2 separate regions of the Macaca mulatta genome follow, and region 2 is linked to region 1. A link is a contact called in public Hi-C data. All regions are on one chromosome and are shown on one strand. Each heading gives the region's core, a stretch centred on a gene start, on an enhancer-like site or on the middle of the called end of the contact. The rest is flanking DNA. Distances are from core to core; before and after follow the strand shown.

Region 1 (5,807 bases), core at 1,108-3,607:
AGGGACAGAGGACAGGCAGGGGCCACTGCCTAGTCACTTTATAAACTGATCCTTAGAGACCAGAGAGGAAATGAAGGAGGCCCTGGATGGAAGGGTTGGGAACAGGAGGTGAACGGATCAGGAGAGGAAGGAAGGGGAGGCAGACACAGGCCGAGGCTCAGGCAGTGACAGTCCTGGGAGAGCACCTGTTGGGGCCGTGGGGAAGGAGGCCTAGTTTCTGGCACCAGCTTTGCCTGGGAACTAACCCTCCTTCCATCTGCTTTCCATTCCGGGGGCCCTTTCTCAACCAACCCTATCTGGGCACATGGAGCAAAACACTCATGTTCTGTTTCCTGACTGGTTAAAAATATGATTGCAATGCCCATCCTGACACTGCTCAGGGCTGTTGTGAGAGCCACATGGTGGATTAGTAAGAGCGTATAAGCCGCTGTTCAGACATGTGAAGAAAGAGGAGAGCTGGAGTCACATCAGGGTTCGGATCTTGGCTCTGTTATCCACTAGCTGAGTGATGATGAACAAGTTGCTCACCCGCTTCAAGTCTTAGTTTTTCCTCCGTGAAATGGGACTAAATGTTTATTAGACAATATTAGAAGCCAGGCATGGTGGCTGTCACCTGTAATCCCAGCACTTTGGGAGGCTGAGGCAGGCAGATCCCTTGAAGTCAGAATTTCGAGACCAGCCTAGCCAATATGGTGAAACTCTCTCTCTCTACTAAAAATACAAAAATTAGCTGGGTGTGGTGGCGTGTTCCTGTAGTCCCAGCTACTCAGGAGGCTGAGCCATGAAAACCACTTGTACCCGGATGGTGGGGGTTGTAGTGAGCCAAGATCGTGCCACTGTACTCCAGCCTGGGCAACAGAAAAAGACTCAGTCTCAAAAAAAAAAAAAAAAAAAGTTAGAAAATTAATTTTGTTTTATGTGAGAATAGTTTTTTTGATTGTGTAAGACAATGTTTCTATTTTTTAATGAATACTAAAACATTCAGCAATGAGATGTCCCAATGTCTTTGGATTATCTTAAACTACCTCACAAAAATAGACCAGATGCTGCTTTCACCAGGCCTCTAGCCCTGCATTACCACGGGGATTCTTGGAGGGAAGAAGCTGTACCTGCTCGACATAGACGTTAACATCTTCCTAATTTCGTAAAAGTTGTGTGAGGTGTGCTGGGTGGTGGAAGGGGTGAGAAGGAGAAAGGAGAGTGCCTTTGGGGGCAGTTGGAACAGAGAGGAAGAGATTTTCCTGAGTTTGGGGATAGGTCAGAGGTCACTAGGTACCTGGGAGAAGAACAGTCTGGAGACAGCAGGCCAGGACCCCAGAGCGTACAGGACTGGAGAGCTATTGCTGACTGCACAGGCCCACAGAAGGCTTGGACAATGAGCAGGCCAACAACCACCACGATGGACCAGCAGTTAGAGGCCTTCCCCTGGTTTTGTTCCTCCTAAATTTCTTAGTCAATTTGTGAGGCTATACTAGAATACCTGAGACTGGGTAATTTATAAAGAACAGAAATTTGTTTTCTCACAGTTCTGGAGGCTGGGAAGTCCAAGACCAGGGCTCCAACAGGTTCGGTGTCTGCTGAGGGCTGATGGTGTCTTCCAAGATGGTGCCTCCAGAGGAGACGAAGGCCATGTCCCCACACAGTGGAAGGCAGCAGAGCAAAAAGGGATAAACTCCCTCTGTCAAGCCCTTTTATAAGGGCAGCTACTCTCATTCACAGGGGAGGAGCCCTCATGGCCTAACCACCTCTTGGAGACCCCATCTCTTAATACTGCCACATTGGCAACACTTGAATTTTGGGGACACATTAAAAACATAGCAAAAAGCCCCCAGGTGCTGGTGGGACACTGGAGAAAAGGCAGGAGCCCCAGGAATGAACTCAACTCTACTTGATTTTAGTGAAATAGAGAAATGGATATTTTTGTGCACCTAAGTTTGTAGAGTAAGAGTCACACCTTCTACACCACTACTATTATTGTTGTTAGCATTGTTGTTGTTGTTGCTTTTTCCTGGGCTGTGGCACTAGTTCTCAGTGCATTTGAGTGCCATCTGATATGAGCAGAGTGCTCAGGACAGCTGCAGCTCCTTCCCCCAGGAAACACTCCTAGCACTTCAGTTCCCAGGCTCTTCCTGGGTTCTGCCCCATCTGGCAATGGTGCTGCTACCAGGCTGGGAATGACAATATAGGGAGAGTTCTCTGTTGTTGAAGGTCTGGTTGGAGGGCTCTGGTAGGAGTCTGTCTGGACGCAGTACAGGGGATGCCCACTGGGCCGGCCGTAGCCTTCAAGGGTGGGCCAGACTTTTGAGGTCTGTCGGGGAAGCCAGGGCCCAGGGAAACTTCTAGTTGCTCTCTCCATCTTCAGGCTTGTCACCTCCCCTCCCAGTGCCCTCCACCCAACCTGGCTAGATGCTCCAAGTTCCCTGGCTGGGGAGCAGGAAGGAGTGGGGAGTTTCCATAATGTCTCTGTAGAGCTCCAGGGTGAGGCTTGGCAACTGGAAATTGTCAGCCGTCTCCTTGGTGACCATCAGCCAAATAATTCTGGGAATGGAGGAGGGAAGGGAGCTCTCAGCAGGGCGGCCAAGAGAGGCAGCCCTCACTTCCCAGAAAAGTTCAATTCCTCATTACCTATGTCAACTGGGGTTCAGTCAGGAGACAGAAACCACACACCAGTTAGTTTGAAAAGAGAATTCAGCATAAGGAACTGGTAATGAGGTATGAAGTTGTTAATTAGGTAAGGAGAGAAGAGTAAGGCTTCCTGGGAGTTGCAACTGCAGGAGCAGCTACCACTCCAGGGCTGGAGAACCCTAAGGAAGATTTTTAAAGGCGGGTTCCAGAGCCTGTGACCCAGACATCTGAGGAGGGGGCGCAACTCAGTGGGAGCTGGGGTCTCTGGGTGTGAAGGAAGGACTCCTGCACCCAGACCTCTGTGGAAGGGGCACCTGCCAGCTGGTGCTGGGGTCTCTCAGGTAGGGGTGCAGGGCTGGGGTGGGGGGGATGATGAAGCTGCAAGTGTTGGAAACACTGCAAACTGGACCAGGTGCTGCTCCAGGAAGGGCCTGCTGTTCCTGGGGTGAAGATGTGTTGCTGGGGTGCCCTAAAAGGGAACACACAGATGCAAACAGGAAGGAGCCTGTCCACACTTCCTGTCCCGTTTGCAGCCTCCCTCTAGTGATGGGCAAAGCAGAAATGGAGTTGGCAGGGTCCAAGCCCAACATTGCAAAACTGACTATAGAAGATACAGGTCCCGAGCTGAGAAATAAGAACCTTGTTACCGCGGTGCTGGAAGTTCTGGTCTTTCAGCCTTGTCATTAGTGGTAAGAGCAATGCTGAATGCATAGTGGGTGCTCACCCAATATCGTTGTCTGGTCACTGCCTCTGCTGATTCCTGGAAAGGCACCTGGGCAGGTAAGGAATGGGCCCATCCCTCCCCTTCTTGGCTTTATTCTGGCCTGTTTTGAAGTTACTGACATTCCCAGGCTCTGACAGCTGGAAAAATTTTTATAATGATAACGATGAAAACAACAGCAGCAAAGAAATATTATAAGTGGCCTAAGGAAAACTATAAAATTACTGGCATCAAATCGTACATTAAAAGTACAGGACAAGATAAATAGCCCCGTGGGGCAGAAATAGAACAAAGTTCAGAAATTTATCCCTGTGCGTATGGATTATAGGGTACAATAAAGGTGGTATTTCAAACCAGTGGATTCAACTATGGTTTCTTTAATAAATTGTATAGGCACAGTTGGCTCTATGTCTGAATGAAAAAAAAAAGGTTAAGATCTCTTCCTCATTAAATTATTAAAACGAAATTTCAGAGAGCTGAAAGTTTTAAATGTAACATTTAAAACAGTTTCATGAGCAAAAATATTAGGAGACTATATGATCTAGAGTTTGAAGAGATTTTTCTAAATAAAATAGAAAAATCCAGAAGCTACACAGGAAAGAGAGACATAAGATGCTTACATTTTAGAAAGATAAAATATACCACTGGGATCATGAGGTCGGGAGTTCAAGACCAGCCTGGCCAACATAGTGACCCCATCTCTACTAAAAATACAAAAATTAGCCAGGCATGGTGCCACATGCCTATAGTCCCAGCTACTCGGGAGGCTGAGGCAGGAGAATTGCTTGAACCCAGGAGGGGGAGGTTGCAGTGAGCCGAGATTTTGCCACTACACTCCAGCTTGGCCAACAGAGTGAGACTTTATATTACAAAAAAAAAAAAGATATTGCTGGGTGCAGTGGCTGTGGCTCACACCTGTAATCCCAGCACTTTGGGAGACCAAGGTGGGCAGATCGCTTGAGCTTATGAGTTCGAGACTAGCCTGGGGAACACAGCAAAACCTTGCCTCTACAAAAAATTCAAAAATTAGCCAGGTGTGGTGGTGCATGCCTGTAGTCCTAGCTACTTGGGAGGCTGAGGCAGGAGGATGGCTTGAACCCAGGAGATCAAGGCTGCAGTGAGCTGTGATCGCACCACTGCACTCCAGCCTGGGCAACAGAGTGAGACTTTGTCTCAAAACACACACAAACACACACACACAAAAAAACCCCAGAAAGATAAAAGATACCATATGTAAAGTCAAAAGACAAACTATAGACTGGAGAAAATATTTCAATATGTACCACCAATAACGAGTTAATTTCTGGTACACAAAAATCCTGTCTGTCAATAAGAAAGAAAAATAACTAGTAGAAAAATAGGCAAAAGATAGAAATAGGTGATTCATGGAAGAGAAAAATCCAAATGGACAATACATTTATGGAAAGATGCTGAACCTCACTAAGAGTCAAGGAAATGCAAATTTTAGAGATGGGATACTGCTTTTTATTTATCAGAATAGCAAAACTTAATAAGAATGATCATACCGAGAGCTGGAGAAGATGAGGGAGAAACCACCTTTAATCACAGCTGGTGGATGTGTGAATTACCCCAGACTTTTGAGAAAGGGACCTGGTAAAATATACGAAAACTAAAAATATACATCTCTTTGACTGAGCTATGTAATTCTTAGAAATTATACTATAGGGAAAAAAAAGCAAGCTTTAGTATTTGAGGATATGCATACAAAAATATAGCATTTTTTTTTGTAGTGGCAAAACCATTAGTATTGATTGAATGATATACATATATATACCCATATAATGTAATGTTATACAACTTTTAAAACAATACATTACAGAAAGACAAATGTTCTAGGATTCCACTTAGATGAGATACCTAGAGCAGTCAAAACCACAGAGACAGAAAGTGGAAGGGTGGTTACCAGCGGCTAGAGAGGGAGGGAAAAGGGGGAGTTGTTTCATGGATATAGAATTGCAGTTTTGGAAGAGAAAAAGTACCGGAGATGGGGTCCACAACAATGTGAATATACTTAACACGACCGAACTGTACACCTGAAAATGGGTAAGATTGTACATTTTATGTTATGTGCATTTTACCATGATTTTTTTAAAAAGAATAAATTAGAGGGATTTGCACAATGTTTTGTTAGGTGAGAAAAGCAATCTGCAGAGAAATCTATGTGGTATTTGTAAAATAAATGACGAAAAAGGTAAATAAACGCCTGCTGTGTAATCCAGACCTGCCTGGCCGCGCCCTGAGTCTTCCAACTCCGGAGCACTCTCCAGGCTGGTCCAGGCCTAGGGCTCCGGGCAGGGGCTGGTGTTGAACTAAGCTTACTGGCTTTGCCAGCCCTAGGTAGCAAAGCACCCTTTAAACAAACTTCTGCCCTGGTGTTCTCCATCTCGACTCTCTTCCCCCAAACACTAGGCCCCCACAGGTTCTGGCACAGCCAGCCAAG
Region 2 (5,804 bases), core at 1,696-4,195, 250 kb before region 1:
CACACATTGCTCATACGACTTCTCGAGGACTAACCACCCTCCACGCCTATTGGGCTGTTTGCCTACTCCCAGCTCACTCCATAAGATCTTCACCAGAGGGCTGCAGAGTACTTTGTCGGGAAACATAGGAGTGTGGAGACCAGCGAGGAGGCCGACACGGTCTTCTATGCAACGTGTGGCAGTGGCTTGCTCTAAGCTCTCACTCCCCATTCCCACTCCCAGCTGTAGACAACTGCTAATCTATTTTCCGGAAATAGAAAGATTATTTCCCTATAGATTTGCCTATTTTAGATGTCTTGTATAAACAGAATGATACAATATGTGCTTCTTTGCCACTGGCTTCTTTCAGTGTCATGTGTCCAAGGTTCCTTCACGTTGTAACATATGTCACTATTTCACTTCTTTTTTTGGTTGTTTTGGTTTTGAGACAGAGTCTCGCTCTGTGGCCCAGGCTTTATTGCAACCTCCGTCTCCTGGGTTCAAGTGATTCTCATGTCTCAGCTTCAGAAGTAGCTGGGATTACAGACATGTGGCATCACGCCTGGGTAATTTTTGTATTTTTAGTATAGACAGGGTTTTGCCATGTTGACCAGGCTGGTCTTGAATTCCTGGCCTCAAGTGATCCACCCACCTCGGCCTCCCAAAGTGCTGGGATTACAGGTGTGAGCCACAGCACCCGGCCAATATTTTACTTCTTTATATTGCTGAATAATATTTCATTGTATTGATATACCAAATTTTGTTTATCCATTCATCAGTTGTTGGTTGTTTCCACTTTTTGACAATTGTGAATCATGCTGCTTTGAACATTCATGTGTAAGCTTTTATGTGGATGTGTGTTTTAACTTTTCTTGGGTACCTACCTAGGAGTGGAATTGCTGGGTCATATGGCAACTCTGTTTCTAGAGCTGCCAGACTGTTTTCCAAAGGGGTTGCACCATTTTACATTCCCAGCAGCAATGTACGAGGGGTCTAGTTTCTTACCAGCACTTGTTGTTACTTGTCTTTCTGATTATAGCCATCCTAGTGGATGTGAAGTGGTTTCTCACTGTGGTTTTGATTTGCATTTCACTAGTGGCTAATGATACTGGGCATCTTTTCGTGTGTTTATTGACTATACAACTTAAAGAAATATCTATGCAAATCTTTTGCCCATTTTAAAATTCAGTTATTTGCTTTTATTATTAATTTGTAGGAGTTCTTTATGTATCCTGGATTCCACTTTTTTTTTTGGTTTTGTCTGTTTGTTTGTTTGAGACAGAGTTTCACTCTTGTTGCCTGGGCTAGAATGCAACGGCGTGATCTTGGCTCACTGCAACCACCACCTCTTGGGTTCAAGCGATTCTCCTGCCCCAGCCTCCCCAGTAGCTGGGTTTACAGGCGTGCACCACCATGTTCAGCCAATTTTTGTATTTTTAGTAGAGATGGGGTTTCGCCATGTTGGCCAGGCTGGTCTCGAACTCCTGACCTCAAGTGATCCACCTGTTTTGGCCTCCCAAAGTGCTGAGATTACAGGCATGAGCCACGGCGCCCGGCCTAGATACCACTGTCTTATTAGAGGTATTGTCTGCAAATATTTTTTCCATTTGTGTTGTCTTTTCATGTTCTTGATTATATCATTTGTAATAGGAAAGTTTTCAATTTTGATGTCATCCAATTTATTTTTCCTTTTGTTGCTTGTGCTTTTGGTGTCATATCTAAGAAACCATCACCTAATACAAAGTCTTGCAGATTTCCTTCTGGGTTTTTTTCTAAGGGTTTTCTAGATTTAGGTCTGTAATCCTAAATCATTTCTATGTGTGGTGTAAGGATGGTGTCCATTTTTGACTGGTTAGCCAGCCGTCCCAGCACCATTTGTTGAAGGCTGTTCTTTCCCAAGTGGAATTTTTTTGTAGGTTTTCATTTTTGATGGTTACACTGGGTCAAATATAGACAATTTCATAGAGTAAAATGTAGTTTTATTATTGTAGTAATATGAATGAAGTAAAATGCATTTTCTGATGTTGCCACCAGATGGCAGCAGTACTCCAGCTTTTATCCCTCTCCAGGCTAAGCTACTCCAAAAAAACGGGAGCAGGATTTAATCAAGTGTGAAGTATCCTGCACAAGAGCCTTACTGTCTTTCTCTAACCCCCGATAACCCTCGCCGTGGCTACTCCCGCGTTGTAAATCTCGACCCCCTACTTTTTTAACTTGCTTGACACTGGGTTTTCTCTTCTCTCATGGGGGGTGGAGTAGTAGGAGGTCATGGTTTGGGCTTTTTGAGTGAAGTTCAAATAGAATTTGATTCCTACACACTCAGTGGTAAGAGTGTTTGTTACATGTTCATTATAAAAATGTAGAAAATATAGTCAAGCTGTTCTCAACTACCCAAAAGCCTAATAGAAACAGGCATTTACCTACCACGTGAGTTCATTGTAGCTAAACGTCAAGCATTCTTAGCTCTTTGCTGATTTAGTTTTGGTTTAATGTAGTGAAAAGTTGCTATCTCTGTTGATCAGATGCACTGACTGATAGTTATGTACAATTTTGACTAAGTAAAATCGGGCAAATGGATGATTTCCCTGCATTATTTACTAAATAGTGGAGGGAAAGGAATCGTGGCAGCTTGGGCGCCTCTGCTACAGTGACGTGTTTTCGACACGCTAAGTGTGTGAGTGCCGGCCCGGCTGTTCCCTTCATCCTCTGCTGTTCTTGGGTGATGAACTTCCCCAGGGCAGGCCTCACCTCTGCCCTCCCTGCACGATCCTCCGCCGCTCCCACGGCCTGTCTGACATGGACTGAGGGGTCCTCAGACCCCTGAGGTCTCTGCACATCTCACCTGCTGTGCCTGTGGGCCTGTGAACCCCCGCGTCAGAGCCACCCGAGCACCCTCTTTCCCCAAGGCAAACTAACCAGACTGTCCCAGGGAGCCGTGAGGGGGACCGAGAAGAGGGCAGCCAAGACAGCCTCGCATGCAGGGAGCCCACCAAGGCCCAGCTCTGACCTGGAGCCGCGTCCTCTTTCAGCAGGCTGGGAGCGATTACCATCTGTCCGTCAGCAGCTTCAAGGAGCCGGTGATGACCTGGGCCATTCAGGGAGCCAGCCTGGGAGAAGGGGTTCCCGCTTTGATGTGCTCAGCGAGGTCAGGGAGCAAGCAGGGGGGAGGCCCACGGGGAGAGCGGCTGGTACTGTCTCCTCTCTCATCCAGGCTTCCAGGAAGACGCCAGCTTGTCCTCATCACCCCTTTCATCTCTCTGTTCTCTGGGGCCGGTTCTTGTCCTCTTGGGCCTCTCTGCCGCCCAGGTGGACAGCCTTGGGCCCCTCATCCCAAACCTCCAGCCTGTGTTCCGAGGAGCTTGTGGTGGCCAGACCCACCCACCCACTTTCTCTGCAGCTGGCTTTAAGGGGCGTGTGGTCATCACTTCATGCAGCGCCCGCTCTGAGGGTCAGGCGAGAATCTCCCCCTTGGAATCAGGGTCTCCCCATGCTGGGAGGGGCCTCTGGCTGTGGGCATCACCCCCACCGGGACGCTGGGATGCTCCAACTCCATTGCCAACAGACAGCTGCCAAGACTGGTCTCACTCACTCACAGCTGCCAGGGACTCGCCGGCCACTGAAGGTGCCACCTTTGTGGGAAAGAAGACAGAGGAGAAGAGAGGTTGGGAGACGGAAGGCGACAGGAGGACAGGGAGGGAGCAAGCCACTGTGCCCTGGGCTCTGTGCGGCCCTCCGAGCCTCTGTCTCACACCAGGGCCTCCTTCAAGCCATGCCTGAGAGGCTGCCAGCCCGTCCTGGCCCTGCCGGGGAGTCTGGCCTTTTTCCTGTCTAAAGTTACAGAATTTTCCAGAAGTACCTTTGGGTTTATTTTCTGGAGTTATAAGCCAGATTTCCCTTGTCACCCTACTTCTCCAGCCTAGGAAAGAAAATTCCACAAGAGGAAGCAAGAGGCGTAGAGGGCCTGTGATCACAGCTGAGACTCGCTCTTCCTTTCCCTACTCCCACGCGAAACCCCGAAACCCAGCACTCATGGTGATTTCTGTGTTCGCCCTTTGTTGCCTGTGTGGAGCCTGTTACATTTAAAAGCTCCCAGTAATAGCCTTGTGAGGGGTATACTGTTCTTCCTCGTTTCTGTTTCCATGTTACAGATGACGAACATGAAGCCCAGAGTGGCCCATTGATTTCCCGAGGTCACATCTGTGCACAGCAGAACTAGGTTTTGACCTGTGTCCGTCTAACTTGGGAGCCCCACGCTTAACCTGTGTCTCCAGTGAACCAGGTGCTGAGAGACCGAAAGAGAAGTCCCGACTCTCCTCTCTCCAGCCCTCCCAGATCCCAGGCAGGGATGAGCGAGTGTGCACTTGGAGCAGAAAGGCAGATCTCCTAATGGAAAGAAGGCAACTGGGTTCTTTTTTAATTCTGCCACTATCTAGCTGTGTCACCATCTTTCCAGACCTCATTGTCCTCACCTGTAAAATGGGCAGATGAGACAAAGTTGATTATCTCAGTCCTTAGATAAGACAATCTCTGAGATCCTTTCTAGTTTCAGGACCCTGAGGCTAGTTATGCCGAGATTACTTATTTAGGAGAAGACATAACATCCCTAATCCTTTACTGGAACCCACAAATTCAGCATCTCAGAGAAGGGCAGTGTAGAAACTCAATATTTGGATCCAGTTTAGAAATCCAGACTGTACTTGGAAGTGAAGCCTCCCAGAAGGGACCTGGACGTCGGGCCTTTTACTATCCTGCCCTGGGCCTTCCCGTCCTTTCTGGGGCCTGGCATCCTGCACGGTGCGTGGGCTGGGAGGGATGGGCCTGGTCATGCTGTGTTAGTTTGCTCGGGCTGCCGGAACGAAATATCACAGCCTGAGTGGCTTAAACAACAGAAATTCATTTGCTCATGGTTCTGAAGGCTGGAAGTCCAAGACCAAGGTGTTGGCAGGCTTGGTTTCTCTGGAGGCCTCTCTGTTGCCAATGGCCACCTGCTTTGTGTGCCCTCACACAGCTTCTCCTTGGTGTAGGCCTGTGACCTGATCACCCCTTCTTACATGGACACTGGTCAGAGTCAGTGATAGCACATCCTCCAGGCCCCATTTCAACTGAGTCACCCCCTTAAAGGCTTATCTCCAAGGGCCGTCACATTCTGAGGTTCCGGGGTTGAGTCTTCAATGTAGGAATTTGGGAGACACAGTCAGCACATAGCACATACCAGCCCGTGGCACGCGCCAGCCGCGGCGCGCGCCAGCCCGTAGCGCACACTGGCCCGTAGCACACACCGGCCCGTAGCACACACCAGCCGCTGCTGGGGAAGGTGGCCACAGCAGCAGGGGCTGGCTTACATTGGACACTCGCAGCGAGCCAGGCACGGTGCTGGGGCTGTGCTGTGTGAGCTCACTGAATCCCGCAGCACTTCCGCGAAGGAGATATTTCAGAGATGAGGAAATCAGCTTGGGCAGACTGCCCGAGGGCACGCACCCAGAAAGCAAGGACACAGGCCTGGATGCACAGACTTACCCCCAGTGCTATATTGCTGCCTGATTAGATTTCTAGCACCTTTTCTAGAGAGGAGGTGGGTCATGCGGTTACGCTCTTTGGAGCCATTAGCCTTTCTAGAGTCCTAATGGGAATGAAGAACAGCTCTAACTCTGCTATTCTGACTGCAGGTTCGGGGAGAGCTAGGAAAGGAACAGCAGAACAGGGGGCTCAGTTCCTCCCCACTGCATGTGGAGACGGGCATTCCAAGCTGAATTAGTGGCTTTGACTTGGGAGAGGGCAGGTCCTGCCCAGGTGGTTGTTCAAACCTCAGGAGCACATGAGGAGCC

What was found. Hi-C and Micro-C count contacts between places; a contact is called where the count stands out from the background.
Region 2: a contact with region 1 is called in a Hi-C map of sperm, with 4 times the contacts expected there. The contact joins two enhancer-like sites. A contact is called at or near these places in 9 of 14 Hi-C or Micro-C datasets (CD4 T cells, blood, fetal cortex germinal zone and 5 more).

What each region holds. Positions count from the first base shown.
Region 1 is chr14:126,336,356-126,342,162 of T2T-MMU8v2.0, reverse strand. No RefSeq gene overlaps it. Among named protein-coding and RNA genes, the nearest start is that of VSIG10L2, 13 kb to the left of the region's middle. Within about 2 kb of position 2,357, at least 3 of the 40 cell types and tissues checked have an H3K27ac peak or open chromatin away from gene starts, as enhancers often do.
Region 2 is chr14:126,589,327-126,595,130 of T2T-MMU8v2.0, reverse strand. The region is part of intron 7 of RPUSD4 (RNA pseudouridine synthase D4); the gene reads left to right. Among named protein-coding and RNA genes, the nearest start is that of RPUSD4, 18 kb to the left of the region's middle. Within about 2 kb of position 2,945, at least 3 of the 40 cell types and tissues checked have an H3K27ac peak or open chromatin away from gene starts, as enhancers often do.